4 separate regions of the Mus musculus genome follow, and all the other regions are linked to region 2. Evidence: chromatin contacts called from public Hi-C, HiCAR-type and HiChIP or PLAC-seq data. All regions are on one chromosome and are shown on one strand. The core of a region is the stretch at or near the end of the contact, and the rest is flanking DNA. Distances in the headings are between cores, read along the strand shown.

Evidence for each region. A called contact is a pair of places that touch in the nucleus more often than the background predicts. HiCAR-type assays count read pairs that join an accessible place to other places. HiChIP or PLAC-seq counts read pairs in DNA pulled down with a chosen protein or histone mark.
Region 1: a contact with region 2 is called in an H3K4me3 HiChIP or PLAC-seq map of embryonic forebrain, with 4 times the contacts expected there. The contact joins the promoter of Nkain2 here to the promoter of Hey2 in region 2. A contact is called at or near these places in 3 of 39 promoter capture datasets (cranial neural crest, embryonic stem cells and hippocampal neurons) and 4 of 115 datasets of contacts at active chromatin or transcription factors (astrocytes, embryonic forebrain, embryonic midbrain and 1 more).
Region 3: a HiCAR-type map of astrocytes shows a contact between it and region 2, with 4 times the contacts expected there. The contact joins the promoter of Clvs2 here to the promoter of Hey2 in region 2. A contact is called at or near these places in 1 of 39 promoter capture datasets (hippocampal neurons) and 1 of 115 datasets of contacts at active chromatin or transcription factors (astrocytes).
Region 4: a contact with region 2 is called in a Hi-C map of cardiomyocytes, with 3 times the contacts expected there. The contact joins the promoter of Trdn here to the promoter of Hey2 in region 2. A contact is called at or near these places in 1 of 39 promoter capture datasets (hippocampal neurons) and 1 of 484 Hi-C or Micro-C datasets (cardiomyocytes).

The regions. Positions count from the first base shown.
Region 1 is chr10:32,888,115-32,891,417 of GRCm38.p6, reverse strand. Nkain2 (Na+/K+ transporting ATPase interacting 2) reads left to right here and starts at 1,503. Exons shown (of 7, transcript NM_001013411.2): 1 at 1,503-1,775. The coding sequence starts at 1,722.
Region 2 is chr10:30,841,530-30,844,521 of GRCm38.p6, reverse strand. Hey2 (hairy/enhancer-of-split related with YRPW motif 2) reads left to right here and starts at 1,739. Exons shown (of 5, transcript NM_013904.1): 1 at 1,739-1,956. The coding sequence starts at 1,874.
Region 3 is chr10:33,623,087-33,626,257 of GRCm38.p6, reverse strand. It overlaps Clvs2 (clavesin 2), which reads left to right and starts at 1,574. Exons shown (of 6, transcript NM_175448.4): 1 at 1,574-2,122. It overlaps Gm15939 (predicted gene 15939), which reads right to left and starts at 2,012. Exons shown (of 5, transcript NR_152723.1): 1 at 1,352-2,012.
Region 4 is chr10:33,082,175-33,085,284 of GRCm38.p6, reverse strand. Trdn (triadin) reads right to left here and starts at 1,802. Exons shown (of 38, transcript NM_029726.2): 1 at 1,540-1,802. The coding sequence starts at 1,561.

The sequences.
Region 1 (3,303 bases), core at 254-2,753, 2.0 Mb before region 2:
AAATAGTGACTACAGATAGAATTACGTTTTACGGTACAGTCTAAATGATTCTCAAGCTGATGCTGATGGAAGGGAGACTAGGTCCTCAGTGTGGGTAAAGTTACCATACACAAATGTCGTTTTTCAAGGAGGCTTAAGTCCTACTTGTCTCACGAACCTTGTTGGTTAGCTTTTTTTCTTTTTTTCCGGTTTTACATCTCTAACGATGGTATTTTTTAGCTCCATGAACAGTTCTTTTCACTCACAGCACTTTATTCCAATGGCTTTACTATCCAGTGGATCTCAACAGTACACCCTCTCTCTGTAGCCAGATTAGGAATGCTTTCAGTAGCTGTTGGGACTGTAAATGAAATGCCCTCTTCTGAACACCAAGGTCTAAATGACCATCACTTGCTCCAGCATGTTTTTCCCTTCAGCTTTTTACCCGTAGGTGGCAGCAACAGGCTCCAGAGTGCGTGTCCGCAGGTAACTGCTGCTGTCAAACCTGGAGTATGACCAAGCAAGGACACATAACCAACCGGATGGTGCATGAGGTCTGGTAGATAAGTGCTCAAATTTCATCGGCTCCTTCCATTGTTAAGAAAGCAGTCTGAAGCACCAAAACCAAACTCCTACATTTCCTCTGGCTCCCTACATTTTGCAACTTCAAGAGGCAATTCCGTTCGGTCCTTGTAGCAGGCTAATCTTTGAAACTCTGGAATCTCTGTCCCTTGCTGTCCTTGCCTCGTGCCAAGCACAGGACTGTTGGTTGGCCGCCACCGTGTCCACTTCTCTCCCTCCGCTCTTTGCTGTAAGTGCATGCAGGTTTTCCAGTGGGGAAGAATGCCTTAGCGGCACCCCAGTTGATATCTCACCATCCCTTTTCATAACCGTACTTTCACACACACACACACACACACACACACACACACACACACACACACACACACACACCACAGCTTGCACGTGTAATGCTTCTGGCAGGGTTGCCTCAGCAAGACCGATACCAACAAAGCAAGGCATCGCCAAGCAAGCAAGCAAGCAAGCACGCAAGCAAGCAAGCAAGCCAGCCAGCCATGCCACCGGGACTCCTCCGACCCGATCCCTCGCGTTGTTCCCGCAGTCAACGCCCCCGCAGCTCCCAGGCACCGCGACACCACGCCCGCAACGGCCAGGGCTGCTGCCCGCCACGACCTCTGAGAAGTTGTTGATTGGGAGGGGATCCGCTCATCTAGGCAAGGGGAAGGGCGCCGCAGGGCGTCCGCGCGGCCCCCGCAGCCGCCCCGCCCCTGGGCCCCGCACGCGGAGCGCAGAACAGAGGCGCCCGGCGCGCATCTCAGCCGCCCCGGGAGCCCGCGCACCCGTGCGTGGGGAGGGAGTGCGGGGCGGGCGAGCGCTCGTCGGGCGTGGGCCGCAACTTGGCGGGCCAGATGCCCCAGGGCTCGGCGGCGCTGTCTGCCTGCCGCTGCTGCCCCTGCGGGGCCCGGGCGCGTCTCCTTGGGCGGCGCTGCCCGCGGCGCTGGGAGTGCAGTGAACGAGTAAAGGTATGTGTGGCGGGCGCGGCTGGGGCAGCCGCCGCCGCGCAGGACACTGTCACTTCCCTGGACATTGGCAGCGGCATCTGGGAGCCCTAGAGCCCTGGGCAGGTTCTCCTGTCCTTCCCCACGATCTGATTGGATAAACTGGGGCCTCGACGGTGGCCGACGTGGGACAGCCTGGCTGTGGCAGGGGTCTCGGAAACCATGGGTTATTGCAGTGGCAGGTGCACGCTTATCTTTATCTGTGGCATGCAACTGGTAAGTGACGCTTGGGTTCTCTTATTCTCTTATGTACCATTGAGAGAGTGGGCAGGGAGTGTAGTAAGAGATCTGCCATTGAGCAGGACGGAAGGGAAAAGAAGAGATAAAAGATGCCACATATTACCTGTATTTAAAATGATTTTAGGGGTGCAGCAGAAGTGAGCCTTTCTGCCTTTCCCCGTTTCTGTCCCTCTAAGGACAGTTTTGCAGGTGCAGGTTAAACTTGTTATCTTTAATTTCTTTAAGGGAGTGGAGATGTTGCTCTCCTTTTATGCTTGGCATTCTTGCTAATGTGAACAGGATGGTTGTCATATATATTTTACTATATATGCGTGTAAGTTGAAAAGCAGATTTTCAGGCTTTTATATACTTGTTTTGAAGTATTTATTTATCGTCGCTTGATATTTTCTTAGAATATATTGTCTTATAATTTTCTTAAAAACTCCTTGTTTAGGTCAGATGTGTTCTAGCAGCATTCTGAACTAAAAAGCCACAGTGAGTTCTAAAAGTATGTAGATCAGAGAGAGATACTTAAACTCTGCAACACCATTGCCCCAGAGTGGACCTTTAAAACATAAGAGCTACAAAAATTCCAAGAAGAAATAATATCTTGTCTTCCATAATGTACAATATTGCCACTGAAATTGATGCTATTGTTTGATCTCACAGGATGGGGGATTGTATGTAAGTTTGGAAGAATATCCTATTGCTGCTTTTAAAAAGCCAAGAATGCAAATAATGTCTCGATTTCAATTCCTAAAGGCAATAGGAGGAGGGGCTTAGGGGAAGATAGGGTGAAAATTTATGTCAGTGGCAAATGGTTAATTTGAAATAGGGGGCACTTCTGCAACACCAAGTAGCTTTCCATAGAAAGTATAAATTAGTCTAAACAGTTCCCCTTATTTGTTTTATAAAGGGTTGGGGGCTGTAGAATGGAAGACAATTATTGAAAATCCAGTCATCGCAGGGTGTTTAAATGAACAAGAATTTGCTATTAAAACTGACAAAAGAATTTCTTAAGTTTTCTTCACTGTTTATCACTTGCAAAGACCTGCAGAGGGTTCTTCTTTTATTTCTTTCTTTTCTCTTTCTTTTTTCCTTTAAAAAAACTTACTTAAAGTGTTTGAGGCATCTCAGCTCTGGTATCCCACCGCCACCCAGGAAAGTCCTGGATGGTGTATTCCTTAATCTGTGAATTGTGTATTATGGACTTGGTTGTAAGGGAAAAGAAGAGATCTAATTTTAGGAGCTTTATGTATTCTCAATGCTATGTAAACCAGCTTCTATATCTCTACCCCAGATTCATATAAGTATTGCAGCAAAGAACTATTGCCATTAACAATAGAGCTAACCAGAGTTTACTTTGTAAAACTACCAATGTAACCCAAATATTCCAAGTTGCATTGCATTTCCCAAACATGTGTGTGTGTTGTATAGGTTTCAGAATAGTCTATATTTGCAGTATCACAGTTGTAAAGTGTAAAACTAAGAATAGGTTGGTGGGTAGAACATTCTTATATTCCTC
Region 2 (2,992 bases), core at 490-2,989:
CAGGTGCCCGCCCAGAGACTGAGTGCAGAGCTGGGAAGTTCGCCACCCACGGTTCTGCGGCCAAGCAGTGCTGACCCCATCCTGCCTCGCCAGGCCCCGCCCGGCCCCCGATGATCCTGTGATTTGCCTGGAGTTGAGTTTCAGAAGTCAGGACAGAAAGTTTCAGATTTCTGTTCACACGGTTATTGAAGACACCGCGGTGAGGACCGCACAAAAGAGGCCAGGGCCTGTAGGGAAGGGGTTTTGTGTTTTAACGACACGCTGGCTGCAGATCCTTGGCGTTACTCCGGCTCCTTCCCACTCCCCATCAACCCAATCTGCGCCCAGTCCAGTCAGTCTTTTGCTGTCTCTTTTTCTCTTGTCCTTTCCCGCTGCACCGGTCTAGTGTAACCAAGGAATGGAGTTTGGAAAGGGTGCCTTAGTCAGATTTCCAGAAAGATAATTATCTGTGTAAGGTGGAGGGTCTCGGTGATTGATGGATGTCTTCTTTTCTCAAAGGCCTTTTTCCACCAAGCACAAAGAGCACCATGTGGAGTCTCTAGACCTCCACTAACCCACCCAGCGCTACAGCGCCAGATGGTCTAGCTCACGCCAGACTCCCCGAGACTGTCTTGCTCACTTCCTGAGCGCGCGGAAAAGTCGGCAGAGCCTGCTAAAAAATCCCCACAGTATGCAGAGAGAGACAGAGACTTAAAAACGGAGTCTGAACACCACACCTGGAGTTTACACAATCCATGCTGTACGTGCACTAAGAACTAGCGATCTGGGCAAACTTTACAAAACAAATACAGTGTACAAGTAAATACAAATCCTCTCCCCGGATGCTAAAGAACTCCGTGGCTGCACACACCGGAGAAACTGGAGGGATGACTGGGACATTTAATTTGGATAATCCAAATCCGAGAACTTTGAACTCGAAAACCTACTCAGATTTGTGTCCTACAATCCCTCTTCCCATCAGTAGGAAGACCACTCAAGCCTGCCATTTACCGAGATAGTTACACCCCCTCCCTCCAGTTTCTGTGTCCAGAGATACAAAGGAAGTAACCAGAGGTGACTAATCCAACAATGCACGGGGACAACCTCCTGCAGTTAGGCACCTGGACCGGTGAGCGGGCGTCCTTTATCTGACCACAACCTAGAGGCTGGGGAGCTGGCAGGGTGAAAAAAAAAAAAAAAAAACTTTGACTTAAAGCTTTCAAAATCCCCTGAGGGTCAACATGACCGCTCCGGTCAGCCACTCAGCAGCTTGATCCAGAAGAGGGACAGCCCAGAGGGGTGGGTCGCCGAGCCTAGCACTCCCACCCTAGACGTCACACACGCTCACTCGCACTCAGCCACGCGCTAGCGGTTATTCTTTAAACCGAGGGTAGAAACTCGGCGGGAGAGATCACGGCTTGCAGGTGATGGCCCAAAACCCAGGAGCCCTCGCCCGACACGCCCGCCCCATGCGCTCTCGCGCCTGCGCCCGCTCCCGCCGCCGGCGGTCAACCCCAGCGCTCCACTCCCGGCTCCCAGGTGCGCGGTGGCATTCCCACGCCTCTGCCAACGCCTCTCGGCAGCCATTGGCCAGCGCGGGTCCGCCCCTCCATATTAACCAATAGAAAGCCACACCGTCCCAGGGAGGCGGGGCCTGGAGAGTGGCCAGGGCGGGCACACGAAGAAGCGGAGGGGCCCCGCCCGCGCTGGGGGGCGTGGCCAGTACCGGGTCTTGCGCCCTGGCTGGGCTGCAGCGTGGGAAAGAACCTCCAGGAGCCGACCGCGCCGCCGAGGGAGCGGCGCCTGCAGAAGCCGGGCAGGGAGGGAGGGAGGAAGCCCGCGGGGAGCGCGCTGCGTTCCGCTAGGCGACAGTAGCTGCTCCTCCTTCGTCGCGATGAAGCGCCCTTGTGAGGAAACGACCTCCGAAAGCGACCTGGACGAGACCATCGACGTGGGGAGCGAGAACAATTACCCTGGGTGAGCGCGGAAAAGCGGGAGGGTGTCCGGGGAGCTTCGGGTGGAGAGGAGACCGTTTTCCCCGGGAAGCGGGTGCTAGAGTCGGGTGGGGCGAGAGATGGAGTTCACACTAGGCGTGGGAGCGACTGGAAGGGAGCTGGACTGGAGCGTGCAGGAGATGGCGAGGGAGGGTCCAGGGCTGTCAGCACAGGACACGCATACTGGCACGTCCGGGCGACGCCCCCGGTACTGGAACTGTATTTAGGGACAGTTCCAAAATAGGTCAGGAGAAAAGAAAAACAACTGGATTTCTGTTTTGAGAGAAACTGGGATCGCGACTTGAGTTTTTGAGGAGGTAAAGCATCTGAGCTAAACAGGCTGAGCTGCGCAGGTCGACAGAGGGTGATCTGGCTGACCCACCCATGAGTGACAGATATAAGGAGCAGATGAGACAGCATTGCTTTGCCTGCTTGTCCTTTAGTCTCCAGGAGATCAAGGTTCTGATCACAGAAGACAGACCTCCTGTTTCCTGTGACAGCAAGATTACCCAACCATTTTAGAGGCGGGGGGGGGTCAAATGATAATTGCTTCTAATTGGCTTGCCCAGAAGCACCTTATTTATTTATTTGCAGCTGTCACTCAAAGAGTGAAATCCTTCCCGCATATAGAAAACTGGATTTATTTCACGGGCTTATTTTAAGACGTAGAAATCAAAGCCGGAAAAATAGCTAAAGCAAAAACGATGCTTATGAGACAGTTTACCAACTCTCTCATTGTTAAAGTATTAAAAAAAAAAATGAAACCGTAGGCTGTCACTAGAAGGGGTGAGGAAGGAGTCAGTTGATTTCGAATTAAGACCCAGAAGTGAGCCGAAGGGGTGGTAATAGAACTTCTCAAAACTAGAGAGGACCTGGAGAGTTTAAGACACTAAAGAAGCATAGTACCTGTGAATTTCAAAGTGACAGAAAGTCCTAGGAGAGTATACATTAATGGACCAACTACACCACCAAATAATCACTTGATTGAACCTTGCAGTCTAAAAATACCTTTTAGTAAA
Region 3 (3,171 bases), core at 325-2,824, 2.8 Mb before region 2:
TTAAGCACATGGAAGATGTGTGTAGAATATATACAAATTCTGTAGCATTCTATATGTGTAAACCTGTGAGAGTTTGTTATCCACAAGACCTAGGAATCAGTTCCCCATAGTTCCCAAGAGATGTAAAGTGTATATGTAAAATATATACCACAGACACATACACACACCAGATATATTCATAAGCACACACATACCTATTTATATGAATAATTTTCAGCGCTTGCATTTAAACTTTAACCAATATGTGTATGACTTATTCCCCTTTTCTGGTTCTTAAATTATTTCACAATAATTTATTTGACAAATGATGTAGTACGCCATATCACACTCCTTTATTTTATTTTATTTTTTATCAGTACCATACTCAAGAAAACAAAACTAATGTTGTACAATTTGAAAGTCTAACAGTCTTTAAAGTCGGCAACTTCAGGGGCACCTCCTGTTCACAGAATGTAGAACACTGACCTGTAAATCTCCAACCCAAATATGACTCAATTATTATGAACACATGCTGTGCCCCTAGATTGGGCAGATCTTCTGCTACACTACCATCTTCCCCATCTATGAGACCCGTTAGAACTTGTGGTTTCTCCAGGCCAGGTGCTTCTGTTCTGCTTTTCTTCTTCTTCCTCCTCCTTTGTGTCCTCTCCCTCTTCCATTTTCTCCTTCTTCTCCCTCTCTTCACCTTCTGCTACCCCTTGCCTTACATCTACCCAATCATCAGCTCTCCTTTGTTTTACAAATTAAAGTGGGAAGCAGGTTTACAGGAAATCACCTGAGTGCTGACTCATTCCTTGTTCACAACCACTCACAGGAGAACAGAATTAACATCAAATATAATTAGCTCCAGGTCTATCTATAACACTGACCTACACTGGAGTTCAGTAAAGAGTCGCTGCATTGGGGTAACTTAAACTCAGGACCCTTTCTTACAGTTTGAGTAATGCGCACTGTGCTTTGAAAATTAAAAACATTTTTTTTAAAAATAGATTTCCAGGCATCACAGGCCCAAGGGTTCTTTTTGTTTATTATAATCCCAGTATAAAGATGCATTACAAGGAAAGAGCATATCTCTAGAAGTAACTGGAAATACAGTTTATTAGGAGTCAAGTGTCCTCTTTCCCTGCTCCCACCCAACCCCCTGTCCTATGACAATGTTGTTATTCTTGTTGATATTGTTGATTTTTGCCTGGATGTTGTTTTCATCCTCTTCAAAGGGAATTTAATAGGAATAGTTTACTATTTCTTAAAATTAAATATCTCTGAGTACAACAAAAGCAGAAAATACAATACGTTTCTCTACTCCTACTCAATCAAAATTACCCACAAGAACCAGAAAAGGTTTCTCAACCTTAATTAAGTTGCAAAATCAAGGGCTACTCTACCCCGCACTCCCGGGTCTTGCACACAAAGCGAGGAGGAGCATGGGGATGCTGTGAGGCCATAGCTGTTCCACTAGATCAGTTATAGCTGGACCTGGCTGGGACCTGGAGACCAGAGCAGGCTGAACTTGGGGCTTGGGATATTTGAATGTGTCCCAAAATTCGTTCCTACCCCTACGAGGCAGAGGCAGAGAGAGGAGCGGAGAGCATGTGTGAGCGCTTACAACGCTAGGAGCTCTCTTCTGGGATAATCAAGAGTTGGGATGAGCCGGATCCTCTTTTAGCAGCAGCGGGCTCAGGAGTGGCTGCGGAAGCCCCAGGGGCGCGCGGGACCCAGTGGCTCTGGGGGCAGTGGAACAGCCCCTGCGGGCCGCGCCGTGCTACCGCTTAGGCGTACAAAGGTAAAGGCGGCCGCAGCCCTAGTGGACTTGCACCGTCCCGGCGTTCCCATCCCTTCTCTTCCTCTCTCGAAGGCAAAAAAGGCTGGCCGGGCAGCGAGGTCCTAGCTCTGCGGGTCCCCACCCTTCCTGCTGACAGGCTGGCTGTCCTTGGATGAGGTCGTCGAGGCTGCTCCCTGGTGAATCCTCAGGCGGGTCTCAGCCACCATCTCTCTCCACTGCTCCATCCCTCTGAGAGGAGTAGATGCTGCTGCTGCCCCCACCCCCGCCACCACCTCCGCCAGGGCTGATGGATGCTGGGGAGTGCCGCATTGCTTAGTGACTCTGCCTCGCGGTTTGCTGGTAGGAACTGACTGCTCTTTCTTCTTTCTGGCTTTGGGGTGGGGGTGGGGGGTATAGGGAAAATAGAGACATTTTTATTTCATGTTCCACAACTCCCTGCACCCACCCTGGTTTTTACATCTTTGCTCCCAAAAAGGTTTCCTCCTGTCCTTATCATTATCCTCCACTTCCTTGGCAAGTCCCCTGAAATAAAGGGAGAGACTAGGCAGAAGTTGGGGGCTGGGTGGGGAGGGTGAGCCCACGCCTCTGTCAAAGGTACCCAATACCCAGCTGGAGCCTTATGAAATTACTGTGTGTGGAAGAGGTGCACGATTTGATTTGCAGTCTCCCCTAATTGGATCGTAATAACCTAAAGTAAAAACCACACAACGACATCCTATAAAAATAGCACCTTTGAATAAGCAGAGAGAAATGAGCTTCTTTCCCTTCCTCTTTCTCTCTCTTTCTGCCAAAGACGCTCCCTCCCCGCCTTGGATCTCACAGCTGAAGAGCCAGCCACCTTATTATTAATCAGAATTCTCATCTTTATCTGTGGCAGGCACATCCTTTATCAGGGACCGCAGCAGATTTACAGTGCTGGGGCTGAGATGTCCATGGGGGTTGTTTTCTTTACATCTTGCAAGGCAAGAGAAGACAGAACCAAGACTAATGCTAGTTGGAACTAGTGTTTCTTTCCTCTTCTCTCCTCTCCATCTCCTCTCCCCTCCCCTCCCCTCCCCTCCCCTCCCCTCCCCTCCCCTCTCCTCCCCTCTCCTCTCCTCTCCTTCCTTTTCCTTTCCCCTTCCTTCCTTCCTTCCTTCCTTCCTTCCTTCCTTCCTTCCTTCCTTCTTTCCTTCTCTCTCTCTCTCTCTCTCTCTCTCTCTCTCTCTCTCTCTCTCTCTTTCTTTCTTTCTTCCTCTTTTAATTCAGAGTGGTAAAGGACCAGGGCCTGTCCAAAGGCTCATTTCAAATGGGAAGCATTGTTTTTTAAGGGGCATTAGGGGAAGACATTTAAATACTCTCCAGAAAAGCTATGGGGAAAAACAGGAGCAACAGGGTACTTGGCTTAA
Region 4 (3,110 bases), core at 553-3,052, 2.2 Mb before region 2:
AAACGTGCTATGGATCAAGTGCAAATGCATGTAGGACATGCACTGTAATCAAGGAGCACGATTGGCCAGCAATGTCTGAAATTAGTGGCAGCCTAGGTTCCAAGCACAGGCTGACAGGAATGCCCAGAGGTTTCTTAATACCTTGTACAGGAATAAGCAGAACACTTTTATAGACAGATCTTTTCAAGGCCAACATAAGGGCGACATGACACAGAATGTCCAAAGTATAGAAAAAAAAATTATAATATTATTTACATTCAGTTAGCAAATTCTGAACTAAAACTGGCAAACAGTAAATTTTATATCCTCTAATGGAAAAGAGAAAACACAGGCTGGCTTCAAGGAGCTGATACCCAATCTTGACTACAATTTGGTAATGGGAAGTCATGGAATATCTGAGTAACAGGGTTTTTTGTGTGTGAAATAGACATCAAATTGCTACTTAGTGGAATGGTGTGAGGTCTCACAAACGAAATGTGCATAAGTTTCTAAACAAAATACCTAATAAATGGAAATCTCTCAGTAATATTGTTATTAATTTGTGGTGACAGGCTATCTCTGTAACTAATACAAGCAAGGCATTTTTTTTCCTCACAGATATTGCCTAAATCTTCAGGGAAAATTATTTTCTTTACATAGATTTCTACCCACACAAAAGATAAAACAAATAGATTTCTATTTTACAGTCTCGTTAAAAACAAAATGACATTTAACTTGGAAACTGTCAAAAGTACCACCTGCCTTATGTACTTATTGCTGTCAGAGAGAATGTTAAGCGTATCTTCCATAGTTTTACCTCAACTAAAGCCAGACTGTATTATTTTTAAAGAATTACTTCATTAGTAAGACGGGTGTGAGTGTTTGTAGATTTATTATAAGTGTATAAATAGAAAATATGTTAATATAAATATAAAACACACTACTTATAGAGAAACAAGAAATGAGTTTACAAAATAACTAGATTTCTAAGAGTTAAATGCTTTATTTTTAAAAGTTAGACTTCTCTGACTTTCTGAAATTTCTAACTTTGTCTTTGAGCATTTGTCAATGGTAAAATGACTATGATTCTTCAGGGCACTTCTATCTGCGATGCATATAAGCAAGCTGTGCACCCTAGCTGGAAAGAGAAGACATTTAAGAATTCAAATTTTAAATACTATAAAGAAAAGATGCTCCAGATCATATTTCTAAACTGACACATCACACATAATATTCTGATTTTTTTCCATCTCCATCCTCACATGTCTTATAATTTTTGTCTTAAATTTTTTGCCACCATGTCCTCAGCTATTTATAGAGGTGAGGTGATAACGGAGAGGGTAGTGGGGCCTCTAGCATAGCAGAAAATACTTTCCACACGTAAAATTCCCGATAAATCTCCCCTTGCTCCCTCAAACACACAAATCTGGCAACCGCTCAGCTTCCAATTTCATTTTGCAGATCCTGTGTAGACTCACAGAACTAATTAACTAGAAGCCAGCTGAAGCCTATAGCGTCCCTGAGGCTGTTGATTTACATAATGTCCCCAGGCAACAGTACCTTCAGCAGTGATCTCAGTCATGGTGGGTGCAGAAATCAAGCAGGTGAAGAGTTCCAGTCAAGTGGCACTTTGCAGAATAAGGTAGGATTAGAGAACTCTGGTAGAGGGGTATGACAAGGGCTCTTCCTTTTCCTGGATTTTCTGGCTGATTTTTGTTGTCTTGTTGAACTTTGCCTCTTCTCTGCAGAGTTCTCCCCCTGGAAACAACCTAAGCCCTTTCCAAGCAGTACTTGTGGCTCAGCTAAAAGTATCAGCTTCAAACAAAAATAGCCTCATCTGCCTTGGACTCTTCAGCACTTTTTTTTTTTTTTTTGGCACTCTGGAGGAACACACACACACACACACACACACACACCAACTCTCAAGCCCTAAAGATACAGGCAAATATAAGTAAGTAAATAAATAAAAGCAAATAAATAAAAGAGGAAAACAAAGCCAGAGTATCTAGAAAGTGCTGTCTAAGCCCCCGCAGTGTCTCTGATATAATTACAGATTGGGGATTGGTGTCAGAAAACATAAAATAAAGAGTTGAAAGTAATCTTACCCTAGATAGCTCAGATTTATTCTTAGTGCCTCTAATACTCAGAACATTCCTCTCTCCCTTATTTGGCTAGGGGAGGATCATGTAATGTCTACCACAGGCAGAGGGGAGGGCAGTTGTTAGTAATTTTTCTGTGTTGGTTTGTTGTTGTCCCAAATCCTCTAGTCAAGTGCACTTATATAGGGCTACACTCAGAACTGAAATTTGTAACTCCTGGCCATTCTTTTAAGCTAGTCATGTTGTAAAAAATTAATATTTTTAAATATTAGTCAATAAGAAGCATGTAATGTGACAATAAAAATCAATCTCTGAGAAGTATGCCGTCTCAGGGTTTTATTCCAACACCTTATTAAAAACAAAATATCTGAATTCATTTCAGCAGTGAAAGAAAGAGAAGGTGAAATAAAGTTTAGAAATCCACTGTTCACATTTTAGAAATGGATTTCACCATTTCCCTTTCCGAACTTGAAAGAAAGGAAGAAAAAAAAATCCTAGCAGCAGCTAACAATTAGCTAAATTGCCTGATTAGCATTTCACCTTCCCACTTCTAGACAGGTGTTAATGAGAAGAGAAATATTCAGTAGTTGGTGGTTGGAAGGGGAAGGAGAATCAAAGGGCATTGATGATCATAAACTTTAACCAATCTGAGAATTATCAAGGGCTGGCTTTCCTTATCTTTTATTTTCATCTCACATTCAACTTAATAAAAGCTTGCAGTTTTGTCTCTTTGCCTTAACTCACTGCCATTGGCTGACAGAATCTCTTGAATCTGTAGGCAATTCTTAGTTTACAAAGCACAGCTCTATCTTCTGTTTTAAAATGAGGCTCAGAAGAATGATGTGACAGCTATTTGCATAGACAATGACATCCTACATGTCACCAGCTGTCTTCATTGGCTGCCTCAATTTCATGGCACAACAGAAATTGCATAGAAATCAGCTGAATAAACAAGTCAGAACTCTTAGTTCAGACGGGAGGAAAAGATTCCAGGTAGACTCTTAATGTTATACAGAGCCCACAACTAGCAGC